Linked DNA regions of Sus scrofa: region 2 is linked to region 1. Evidence: chromatin contacts called from public HiChIP or PLAC-seq data. All regions are on one chromosome and are shown on one strand. Each heading gives the region's core, a stretch centred on a gene start, on an enhancer-like site or on the middle of the called end of the contact. The rest is flanking DNA. Distances are from core to core; before and after follow the strand shown. Region 1 has its middle 180 kb from the start of JUN. Region 2 holds the start of JUN (Jun proto-oncogene, AP-1 transcription factor subunit).

Region 1 (5,560 bases), core at 2,547-5,046:
ATAGAGCTTCAGAGGAGAAGCCAGAAGCCTCCCCAAAGTGACTCACACTCAGCTTCATGAGAAGCCTGGGTCTCCCAGGGATCAGAAGTCATCTTGAGCCCATCCTGTGGAAGTCTTTTTCCCAGGGTGAAGTAGAAGCAGGAAGGACAGAGATGTCTCAAGGAGACACTGTGTGTGTGAGCGTGGCACAGCCTCTAATTCTCCAAGTGACCTCGGGCAAATTGCTTTCTCCATTACGATGCAAAGCACTGGAGCCACTGTAGGGTTAGCAGGCAGCCTAGGGTTTGGGAGTGAGGCAGAATGGGTTTGGATCCCAATTCTGTCACTTATCAGGGGCATACAAGATGCGACCTTTCAGTCAAGGCACTTGGTGTCTAGCCTGGAGCTCCTTGGCCCTAATCTTGAATCTGGATCAGAAGACCAAGCATCAGCCTGGAGCAAAGGGAACATCCCACTGTACCTCCACTCCATACCAGCCATGGACTCGTAGGGAATCAGTTAACTTCTCTGGGCCCCGGCTTCCTCATCTATAAAATGCATATGGTGTAATAAAGGTCACTGTGAGAATTAAGGCTCATGTATCAAAAGTGCCTCATACACAGTAGGCCCTCAAAATCTATTAGGCTCCTTCACTGCCCATCTCCACTCACATTATCCAAGAAATGCTCCTGGACCACGTCTGACCCCACACCAATTGGGGAACTGGTCTTTTTAAACCAGACTGCCGTCAGGGATTGGTTTGCACATTCTCTCTATAGACTAACTTACCCAAGATTAGAAACAGAGGAGAACAAGCCAGGGTTCTGTGCCCACTCAGTGGAGGTGTAGAGGGGTCTTGCATCACCATGGGTATGCACAGAAGGAGGATGTGGATATAACAGGGCAATTCAATAATGCCACAGCCCAACGGTGTTGCTCTCATAAAAAAGCAGAAATCAGACCCACTCTGAGTCCAGGAATCAGAGAGCTTTGCCATGTTAATATCCCAAATCTAGGGCTTTCACATATTCAAATGAAAGGATGAGGCTTCCCTCCACCACTTTCTGCTTCACTTTTTTTTTTCTTTTTGTACCTGACTCAGGCAGAACAAGGCACAAAGGAGTTCAAAAAGTCATGCCTATCTTGTTAACATTTTCATTTTCAGTTGAGACCCAGACAAGTCAGAGAAGAAACAGGCTTATCAGATGCCTTCTTTCAATGGGCAGAGCAAGTGACATGTGCTGGTAGTAAGAAAAACAGACACTGTTCTGCCCCATGGAGTTGAGATTCTAGGGCAGAGTCAAAATCAAGTGTGGTCCACTGGTAATTCGAATACACCTCCTTATCGCATTGACTACCTCACCGGTGAATTTATGTCAGGACTTGCTTGGGCTTCCCACCTGCCAGAAGGAGAGGAGACCCCCTCCCCTGCCCCCAACCATCCAAGTGTGGAATCATGCCACAGTGTCACAGGGGCTCTGACTAGATGTTTGGGTGAGGTCCTATCATGGGCAGTAAACAGAGGGGACCAGTTATTCAGGGGACTAGGGAAACCAGGGGGAGTTTTGAAAGATGAGTGGGTACTCACAGACAGCCAAAGATGAAGGAAGGGAAGTACAGACAAAGGTCCCTCATGAACAAAGACCTGGAGGTGAGAACGAGGAACAAGAAGAAGTTCAGTCACGATTAAGGCTCAGGATCTGAGGGGTAGAGCAGGTATGAAGGGTTTCCCAACATTTACTGAGGATCTGAATTATGCTCAACTCTGTCTCTTACGTGGCTTTATGTGGTCCTCACCACCTCTCCGAGTTGCGTAGTTATCCCCATTTCACAGATGTGGAAACTGAGGCTCATGGTGGTGGAGTAAGAATTGCCAAAGGTCACAAAATTGAATTGGCATCTCAAACCTAGATCTGTCAGACAGCAGAATCCATGCAATAGCTACTCTGTGTTGTCACTTTCAGTATGAGCCCACCTTTATACTTTCAGCAAATATCATTGAGCCCTGATAGGTGTCAGGCACTGTTCTAGTCTAGGGATACAGCAGCCAACCAGACAAGGCCCCTAAATGAGCTTCCACTCAAATGGTGGGAGAAAGGGGTGTGGGGAGGAGGCAGCAGAATAAATGTCCGTGGTAATTTTGGATGAACTAAGTGCTATAAAAAAAAATAAAATAATGGGAATGCAAGTGGCTGTTGGTTGGAGTGGAGAGGCTGGAGGGAGGGCAAACTTTCCCTAGGGTGGTTGGGGAAAGCTTTCTCAGGACGTGACATTAAAGTAAGACCTGAATGATAAAAAGAAGGCAAACAGGCAAAAATGGAGAGATCTGGGGATATGTGCTGCAATCAGAAAGAAGTGCAAAGGTCCTGGGGTGGGCACCAGCATTTATGTGTTCAAGGGACAGAAAGCAGGCCAGTGTGGCTAGAACAGAGGAAGCCAAAGATATACATAATAGGAGATGAGGTCAGGAGGATAGAGAAGAGCCAGTTTGTGTGGTTCAGAGAATATAGTTAGTCCTTCATGAAGAAGACTTAAAGGACAGAATGTGGAACAAGGCAGGGGTTTTACCACCATGAGTTAGAAGGGTGGTTTTCCTTGGGGAGTCAGCCTGGAGCAAAGGTAATATCCCCACCGTACCTCATCCCCGACTGTGTGGCCATGGGCAAGTGACTTACCTTCTCTGGACTTCAGCCTCCTTCTATATAAAGAGGAGGTTATACTACTCTTTATATAGAGCTGGAGTGAGGCTAGATACCAAGCACTGGCCCATCCCCATGTCCCTGTTAGAGAGTTAATAGAAAATTCCCCAGGGCTCCGTGGGGCATCCAGCATGCTCTTGAAACTAGTCATTAGAAGGACCTAGGCAATCACTTGCTTAATAAACAGATCACCTGTCCACCCAAACAGCGGCAGTTCTCTCTAAGCAGTACCCCCCAGAGTCTGTACACTTAAAACTAGTGGGTGGGTTCTGCAGTGGAGCTGGTTTAGAGGCAGTCTTTGAATATCCCAAAACAAGATTCCACACTTGGATGTGATTTCTAAAAATAGCCTCATGTTGTCGAGAGTAGTGCTTCTCAAACTTTCTGTGTATGCAAATCACTTGAGATCTGGTTAAAAGGCAGCTTCTGTTTCAGTAGGTCTAGGATGGGGCCTGAGAAACTGCTTTTCTTACAAGTTCCCAGAGGATGCAGGTCCATGGACCACACTTTAAGTAGCAAGGACCTAGAGCCAAGTGTCTTCCACAGCCCCGACAATGTTGAATCTGCCAGAGAAAGCAGCAGCCTGCTTCTAGTAATTTATTATTGAATTCTTTAGACAAAATAAATGTTCATAGAGTGGGTCCTATGCCCTAGGCACTAGGAAGCAAGGAGGATTTCAGTGGGACATGAGGCAGGGATTGCCCTCTCAGAATAGGTATCCTAGTAGCAGATAGCCAAATAAGCGAGTAAATAGGAAAGCCTGAGTGCCAGGCCTGAGTGTCCAGGGTGTTAAGGGAGCATAGAGCTGGAGAGGGTCAGAGAAGACCTTGTGAATGAGGGGACATTTAGGCAGAGAGAGCTAACTCTGAGAAGTCAGGGGTGGGGGTGTTAAGCAAGCAAAGGGAACAGCTTTGCCGAGAGCAAGGCTACCCAGAGAGAGAGAAGCACAACCTTGATTCAAATAGGGTCTGTCTGATCCAAGATTTGCTCTTGCTCGTATCTTCCATGCCACATGAATCAAGTCTTGCAAAAGAGAAGCTGCCACCTGTCCCTCCCCAGCGATGTCAGAACAGCTGGCCCCAGAGTGGAAAGATATCCGGGGAACAGAGGCCAAGGCATCACCTGACAGGCATGGCAATTACGAAATCTGCCTCTGCACCAAACACGTTGCACCATCAACACTGTCCAGGCTTTGCTTCAAGTGTCCTTCCTCCCGAAGACTCGTGACTGGGAAGTGAGATCACCCTCCAATCGCTGCTAAGAATAGCTCTTACTTTTTTTTTTAACCACAATGAACTTTGAAACTAGGGTGGTGGTGGCCAGTCACATCAGCTGGTTATCCCTTGGTTGAAGTTCACCAGAAAGCAAAAGTCCAGTGACCTGGGGGTTCCAGGATTCTATAAGGTGAAAGAAGACAGAAATTCACCTGAAACAAGCACCCTTTACATGGCAGAGAGGATACACACCTTCTTTCAAGTAAGAAGAGGTGGCTCAGAGAAACATGGTATGAAACTCTGAATGCATGTGACTTTGGGCAAGTCACATACCTCCGTCAATCTCAGTTTTCTCCTCCATTTAATTGGGGCTGAACATCTATCTACCTTACCTACCTTACAAACACAACATTCATAAAATACTTAGCTCAGTGACCAGTATATTGTAAGCACTCAGTATGTAAGAAGGAAAGAGATTCAGAAAAGTTAAGTGATTTCTCTAGTTTCCAAAGCAGTTAAGCGTAACTCAAATTTGAAATTAAGTCTCCTTGTGAAGCCCAGGACCTTTCTCCAATTTTCCCTTCTCTCCTTATGTTAGAATTTTACACTTTTCATTTGACTTTGTAGGGCTTCCCATTAGACTGAGCAAATACATTCTCCTGTCCAGTGATATTGGGCTTTATCATGGGCAAAGGAATGATGGGCAAAAGGGGGAAATGACGGCATGGCAGTTCTGGGCTGAAATTTTAAGAGGTATTACCTGTTTCATTACATTTTTGTCTGCTTACTTGCTCATTTACCATGCAAGGAGTAACCAGAGGCTACCTTTCACCCTAGCTCACAGGATGAGACAAATGCAACAGACCCACACCTGACCCACAGCCCCAGTTAAGCTGAAGCTGGAACCCAAGCTACCCAGCCAACCCACAAACCCAAGAGTGAGAAGAAAAAAATTTTTTATTTTATTTTATTTTTATTTTTTGCTTTTTTAGGGTCACCCCCATGGCATATGGAAGTTCCCAGGCTAGGGGTTGAATCAGAGCTATAGGTGCCAGCCTACACAGCCACAGCAACGTGGGATCTGAGCAGTGTCTGTGACCTACGCCACAGCTCAGGACAATGCCAGATCCTTAACCCACTGAGTGAGGCCAGGGATTGAACCCGTATCTTCATGGATCCTAATCAGGTTTGTTAACCACTGAGCCATAAAAGGAACTCCCAAGAAAAAATTCTTATAGTTGTAAGTGACTGAGTCTTGGGTGGCTTGTTACCTAGCATTATTGCAGCAATAGCTGACTCATACACCTCCATGAATGAATACAGCCAAGCCAGGGCCCCTCCACTTTTGTCTGCCTGTGAGAACCTGCTAGACCCCCTCTCCACCGTCCTTTGGGTCCCAGCTACACTTAACTGAGAGACCTTGTCTCCAACGGTATTCTGAGATCTTTACTTGTGCACGTTTCTTTTTCTTATTTTGGACACTGAGCTGCTTTGGGGTAGGGAACTGCCTTTTGCATCCCCAGACCTCCAGCGCCGAGCACAGTGCCTGGTACAAAATAGGCTGTCAGTAAATATGAGCTGACTTTTAACTAAACTAAATGGAGTGGCCCCAAATATCATCAAGGGCTAAAGTATTTTAAAGTACTCTTTCTACATTGTTTTTAAAAA
Region 2 (5,516 bases), core at 2,420-4,919, 180 kb after region 1:
GAGAGCCAGTGAATGATTTGCTGCCTGCACTTCCCCCAGCCAAGACAGTAATGAGAAGCAAGCATCAAGATGAAGCCTTCTTCAACCCAAGTCCACGGTGAATGGAACTCCCCTGCAGACCCACGGTGAATGAGAAATAAACTTCCCTGGGGTAAGCCACTGAGATGACAGGGTTGTTTGTTAGGGCAGCAAGGCCCAGCCTTTCCTGACTGATATTAGGAGTGAGAGAGGAGGATGGAGAGCAGGAGCTAGGCTGTGAAAGGCCCCTTCGCCCACGCAAAGGGATCTGAACCCTCTCTTGCTTGTAAGGGGAAGCCAACAAAGGTTTCCAAGCAAGGGCGTTAACATGAACAGATCTGCTATTTTTTGGAAGAAATATGCTATTTCTCAACATAAGGAGAAAATCAGCCTACTAAACCACATAAGGCATAGAGGAACACGCAGAACCCTTAAGCAAAAGATATATATTTATATAAAGTCCTAAGTCTTGAAGTTTCTAAATACGGGAGCTCTGAAAGGAGGCTTTGAAAGGAGCTACAGAGGATTGAGCGAGACAATTTCTTCCAGCCCACCATCTAAGCGCCATTTCCCCTGCAGAAAACCAGTACTTTACAGGAAGGTGGCCCTTAGCAGAGAAGATATAAAAAGGGAATGTAACACACATCTGAAGTCAGTTTCCAGCTGCCTGTGTGACTGAGTGGGATCCTTAACCTCTCTGGGCCTAGTTCCTCATATACAAAATGTGGATAATAACATATGCGGCCCAAAATTGTGGGAAGAAGTAGCATATATAAATTGCTCAGGCAAATGCCTGGTTAATAGGAGGTGTTTAATACATGACAGTCATTTTTATTACTGTTATTAAAATGATTAAAAACACCAGCTCCCTGATTACAGAAGAAAATGATTCAGGTCAACAGTGTAGAGGAGAATGTTCCCTCCTTGAGGAAAATAACTGGATCTAGTCATCACTGTATCCCTACCCCGACCCCAGCTCAATGCTTGGCTCACAGCAGTCACCGTTTCCATCTGCTGCAGGTTGAAATGAGAGGCAAACGCCTGGAGTAAAGGAAAGCTGTCAAGATTTTCCTGACACCAGCTGCTACTGGGCTGTTGAATCTGAACTCTCAAAGCCACAAATACCTTGAAATTCTCAGGCCATGAACACAAGGGGAAATTCCCCCAAGTTCAGAAGCTGAAAAGCCCCAAAACTAGAACCTAGGAATGGAAACGGAGGCAAGTCCAACTTCAAGCCCCAGTCCTAGAGAAAACCCTGGAAGGAGCTGACTTCTGACCCTTTCCTCCCTCACCCTCCTGCCCTCACTGCTCCTCACAGGATGAGTACACCTGGTTCTGCCAAGGCACACTCTTGCTCTTACATTCTGGCATCCCATCCACGCTCAGGGAAACTCCCAGGAAGGCCAGGGCAGGGGGCTGTAGGCAATGACCTCCTAGCCCTGGAGGCCATGACACTACAGCAACCCAGCTCAGCGAGGTGGGTCTCACCAGCCCCACTTGCAGATGAAGGAACTGACTCTCAGAGAAGTTGTATGATTTGTTCACTTCACACCGTGGCAGCGCTGGCCATGTGAGAACCCACGACTCCAGACTTTGGGATTCTTTCCGCCATACACTTTTGTCCCTAAGGGGTGCGGGGATGGGGGAGGATAAAATAACAACCACAGAAAAGGAACCACTTACATGGGTCTAGCGCTTCCTAGAGGCTACACAGGATATGGACCCACCACCCGGCCGGAGAAATTTGAAATCTTGGATCCTCCCCTGACTCGCTGCGTGACTTTTGGCAAGTGCCTGCTGCTCTCGGACTTGTTTTCCCGGAAGCAAATCAGGGCGAGAGGAGTGGTTGGTGTGTGTGTGTGTGTGTGTGTGTGTGTGTGTGTACACACATGTGAAGTGTGGTGTGCCCGTGCATGTTATGCGGGGGCGGCGAGAAGACGATCACCGGGGTTCCCCGAGTTTCGGATTACCTATAACGCTCATTCCCAACTGGGTGCCCCCTAATTCCACCCCCTGTTAAGAAACCGCCTCCGGTTCCCAAGGCAAAGCTGTGAACCCCGCGCGCTTTCTCCCATGGTCTGGAGGGTGAAGTAGGGGCGCGGCAGGGACTTAGATGAACACCCAGTTTCAAGCAATGCAAATCACTCGGCTTCCAGACAGCGCCGCGAACAGTCGCTCTTGAACTTGACCGGGAGACAAATTTCGGAGAGTTCTCAACGTGGGGGGCCGACTCTCCTAAACTTCAGCCCACTTTCACTCGCCCCCACAAGGGCCTTAACAGAGCCACCTTAAGGGCGGTGCTCCCGCCCCCCGGAAATGCGGGGGGGGGCAGGGACCTGGGCGCTTAGCCCGCCCCCTCCCCCCCGCGCGGCGGCGAAGTGCCCGCAGATGACATCGACCCCCTCAGTGACACCCGCCCAGCCCACTCAGGCCGAGCCATCGGGCCCGGTTCCCCAGCCTTCCGGGTCCCCGCATCCCCTGCCTTCCCTGAACTTGAGCCCGCCTCCTTCAGAGGCTGCGAGCCGCCGCCGGAGTCCGCCCAGCTTGCGGCAGCCACCGTCACTAGACAGTCAAACCCCAAGACGTCAGCCCACAATGCACCGGGCGGGCCAGGAAAGACGCGCCGAGGAGGGGAGGGGGAAGAGAGAGGCGCTAGTCGCGAGGAGAGGAGGGAGGGGAGGCAAAAGAAGGGCCCAACTGTAGGAGGGCAGCGGAGCATTACCTCATCCCGTGAGCCTCCGCGGGTCCAGAGAAGAATCTTCTAGGGTGGGGTCTCCATGGCGACGGGTGGGCCCGCCCTCCTGAGAGCGACAAGAGCCAATGGGAAGGCCTTGGGGTGACATCATGGGCTATTTTTAGGGGTTTACTGGTAGCAGATAAGTGTTGAGCTCCGGCTGGATAAGGGCTCAGAGTTGCACTGAGTGTGGCTGAAGCAGCGAGGCGGGAGTGGAGGTTCGCCGATTCAGGCAGGCAGACAGGCACCGTCAGTCGGGGCGGACTGCAAATCTTATTTTCTTTTCCATTTTCTCTCCCACGACCCGGAGCTAACGCCTGTGGCTCCCGGGCTGGTGTTTTGGGGAGTGCCGGGAGATCCCCTTCTCCAGCCGCCCCCAGGCGGAGAGCCCCGCTGCGCGGGCGCTGCTGACAGCTCGGAGAGCGGCCACTGTCCGCACGGGGAAGTCCGGAGACCAGCTGCAGCGGCGAGAAGTTTCCCGGCAAGGAGGACAGGGGACAAGTGGCCGCCGGGTCCCGGAGCGAACTTTCGCAAAGCTTCTCTCCGCCCGAAGCTGCCGCAGAGGCGGTAAAGAAAAGGAGGCGGTGGAGTGAGGAGGACGTGCGCTCCGCTCCGCTCGCACCGGTTGCTGAACTTGGGCGAGCGCGACCCGCGGCTGCCGGGCGCCCCCTCCCCCTCGCAGCGGAGGAGGGGACAGTCGTCGGAGTCCGGGCGGCGGAGACCCGCCGCGGGCAGGCCACCGCGGGCTTTGCGCTGCCTGCCTCCGCCTGGAAGCGAGTTCGTCCGCGGGCTCCGAGGAACCGCTGCTCCCGAGAGCTCACCGTGAGTGACCGCGACTTTTTCAAAGCCGGGAAGCGCGCGCGAGCGGACGAGTAAGAGTGCGGGCGGCGTCTCAACCTTGCGATCCCCCGGAGCGAGCTGGTGAGGAGGGCGCAGGGGGGAGGCCAGCCGGCGGGGGCGCGCGCTCTTAGAGAAACTTTCCTCGCTCACGGCCCCGGGAAGCGCGGGTGTCCCCCGTTTGCCAGCGCGCTGTTGCGGCCCCGAAACTTCTGCGCGCAACCCAAACTCACCCCACGTGAAGTGACGGACTGTTCTATGACTGCAAAGATGGAAACGACCTTCTACGACGATGCCCTCAACGCCTCGTTCCTCCAGTCCGAGAGCGGTGCCTACGGCTACAGTAACCCCAAGATCCTGAAGCAGAGCATGACCCTGAACCTGGCTGACCCGGTGGGCAACCTGAAGCCGCACCTACGGGCCAAGAACTCCGACCTCCTCACCTCGCCCGACGTGGGGCTGCTCAAGCTGGCGTCGCCCGAACTCGAGCGCCTGATAATCCAGTCCAGTAACGGGCACATCACCACCACGCCGACCCCTACCCAGTTCCTATGCCCCAAGAACGTGACTGACGAGCAGGAGGGCTTCGCCGAGGGGTTCGTGCGCGCGCTGGCCGAACTGCACAGCCAGAACACTCTGCCCAGCGTCACGTCGGCGGCGCAGCCGGTCAGCGGGGCGGGCCTGGTGGCTCCGGCGGTAGCTTCAGTGGCGGGCGGCAGCGGCAGCGGCGGCTTCAGCGCCAGCCTACACAGCGAGCCGCCAGTCTACGCTAATCTCAGCAACTTCAACCCCGGCGCGCTGAGCAGCGGCGGCGGGGCGCCCTCCTACGGCGCGGCGGGCCTGGCCTTTCCCGCTCAGCCCCAGCAGCAGCAACAGCAACCACCGCAGCCGCCGCACCACCTGCCCCAGCAGATCCCCGTGCAGCACCCGCGGCTGCAGGCCCTGAAGGAGGAGCCGCAGACGGTGCCCGAGATGCCCGGGGAAACCCCGCCCCTGTCTCCCATCGACATGGAGTCGCAGGAGCGGATCAAGGCGGAGAGGAAGCGCATGAGGAACCGCATCGCTGCCTCCAAGTGCCGGAAAAGGAAGCTGGAGAGGATCGCCCGGCTGGAGGAAAAAGTGAAAACCTTGAAAGCGCAGAACTCGGAGCTGGCGTCCACCGCCAACATGCTCAGGGAACAGGTGGCCCAGCTTAAACAAAAAGTCATGAACCACGTTAACAGTGGGTGCCAACTCATGCTAACGCAGCAGTTGCAAACGTTTTGAGGCGAGACTGTTGGGGGCTGAGGGGCAATGGAGAAAAAAAAAAAAATAGCAGAGAGACAGACTTGAGAACTTGACAAGTTGCGAGAGAGAGGGAGAAAAAAAAAAGAAGTGTCGGAGGACTAAAGCCAAGGGTATCCAAGTTGGACTGGGTTGCGTCCTGACGGCGCCCCCAGTGTGCACGAGTGGGAAGGACTTGGCTCGCCCTCCCTCGGCGCGGAGCCAGGGAGCGGCAGCCCGCGGGCTGCCCCGCTTTGCGAACGGGCTGTCCCCGCGCAAACAGAACGTTAAGACTTTTCTTTAACACTGACCAAGAACTGCATGGACCTAACATTCGATCTCATTCAGTATTAAGGGGGGGGAGGGGGGAGGGTTGCAAACTGCAATAGAGACTGTAGATTGCTTCTGTAGTACTCCTTAACACAAAGGGGGGGGTGGGGGAGGGGAGGCGGGAGGGAGGTTTGTGAGAGCGAGGCCCAGCCTGCAGATGAACTCTTTCTGGCCTGCCTTCCATTACTGTGTATGTACATATATATATTTTTTAATTTGATGAAAGCTGATTACTGTCAATAAACAGCTTCATGCCTTTGTAAGTTATTTCATGTTTGTTTGTTTGGGTGTCCTGCCCAGTTGTTGTTTGTAAATAAGAAATTTTGAGCACTCT

Evidence for each region. HiChIP or PLAC-seq counts read pairs in DNA pulled down with a chosen protein or histone mark.
Region 2: an H3K27ac HiChIP or PLAC-seq map of skeletal muscle shows a contact between it and region 1. The contact joins the promoter of JUN here to the enhancer-like site in region 1. A contact is called at or near these places in 5 of 5 promoter capture datasets (fetal liver, fetal skeletal muscle, liver and 1 more), 12 of 47 Hi-C or Micro-C datasets (embryonic fibroblasts, heart right ventricle, liver and 3 more) and 2 of 2 datasets of contacts at active chromatin or transcription factors (alveolar macrophages and skeletal muscle).

The regions. Positions count from the first base shown.
Region 1 is chr6:153,501,660-153,507,219 of Sscrofa11.1, forward strand. No RefSeq gene overlaps it. Among named protein-coding and RNA genes, the nearest start is that of JUN, 180 kb to the right of the region's middle. Within about 2 kb of position 3,797, at least 23 of the 83 cell types and tissues checked have an H3K27ac peak or open chromatin away from gene starts, as enhancers often do. A contact at or near this core is called in alveolar macrophages, fetal liver, liver and 1 more, where this site is marked.
Region 2 is chr6:153,682,756-153,688,271 of Sscrofa11.1, forward strand. JUN (Jun proto-oncogene, AP-1 transcription factor subunit) reads left to right here and starts at 3,670. Exons shown (of 1, transcript NM_213880.1): 1 at 3,670-4,880. The coding sequence starts at 3,848. The coding sequence ends at 4,855.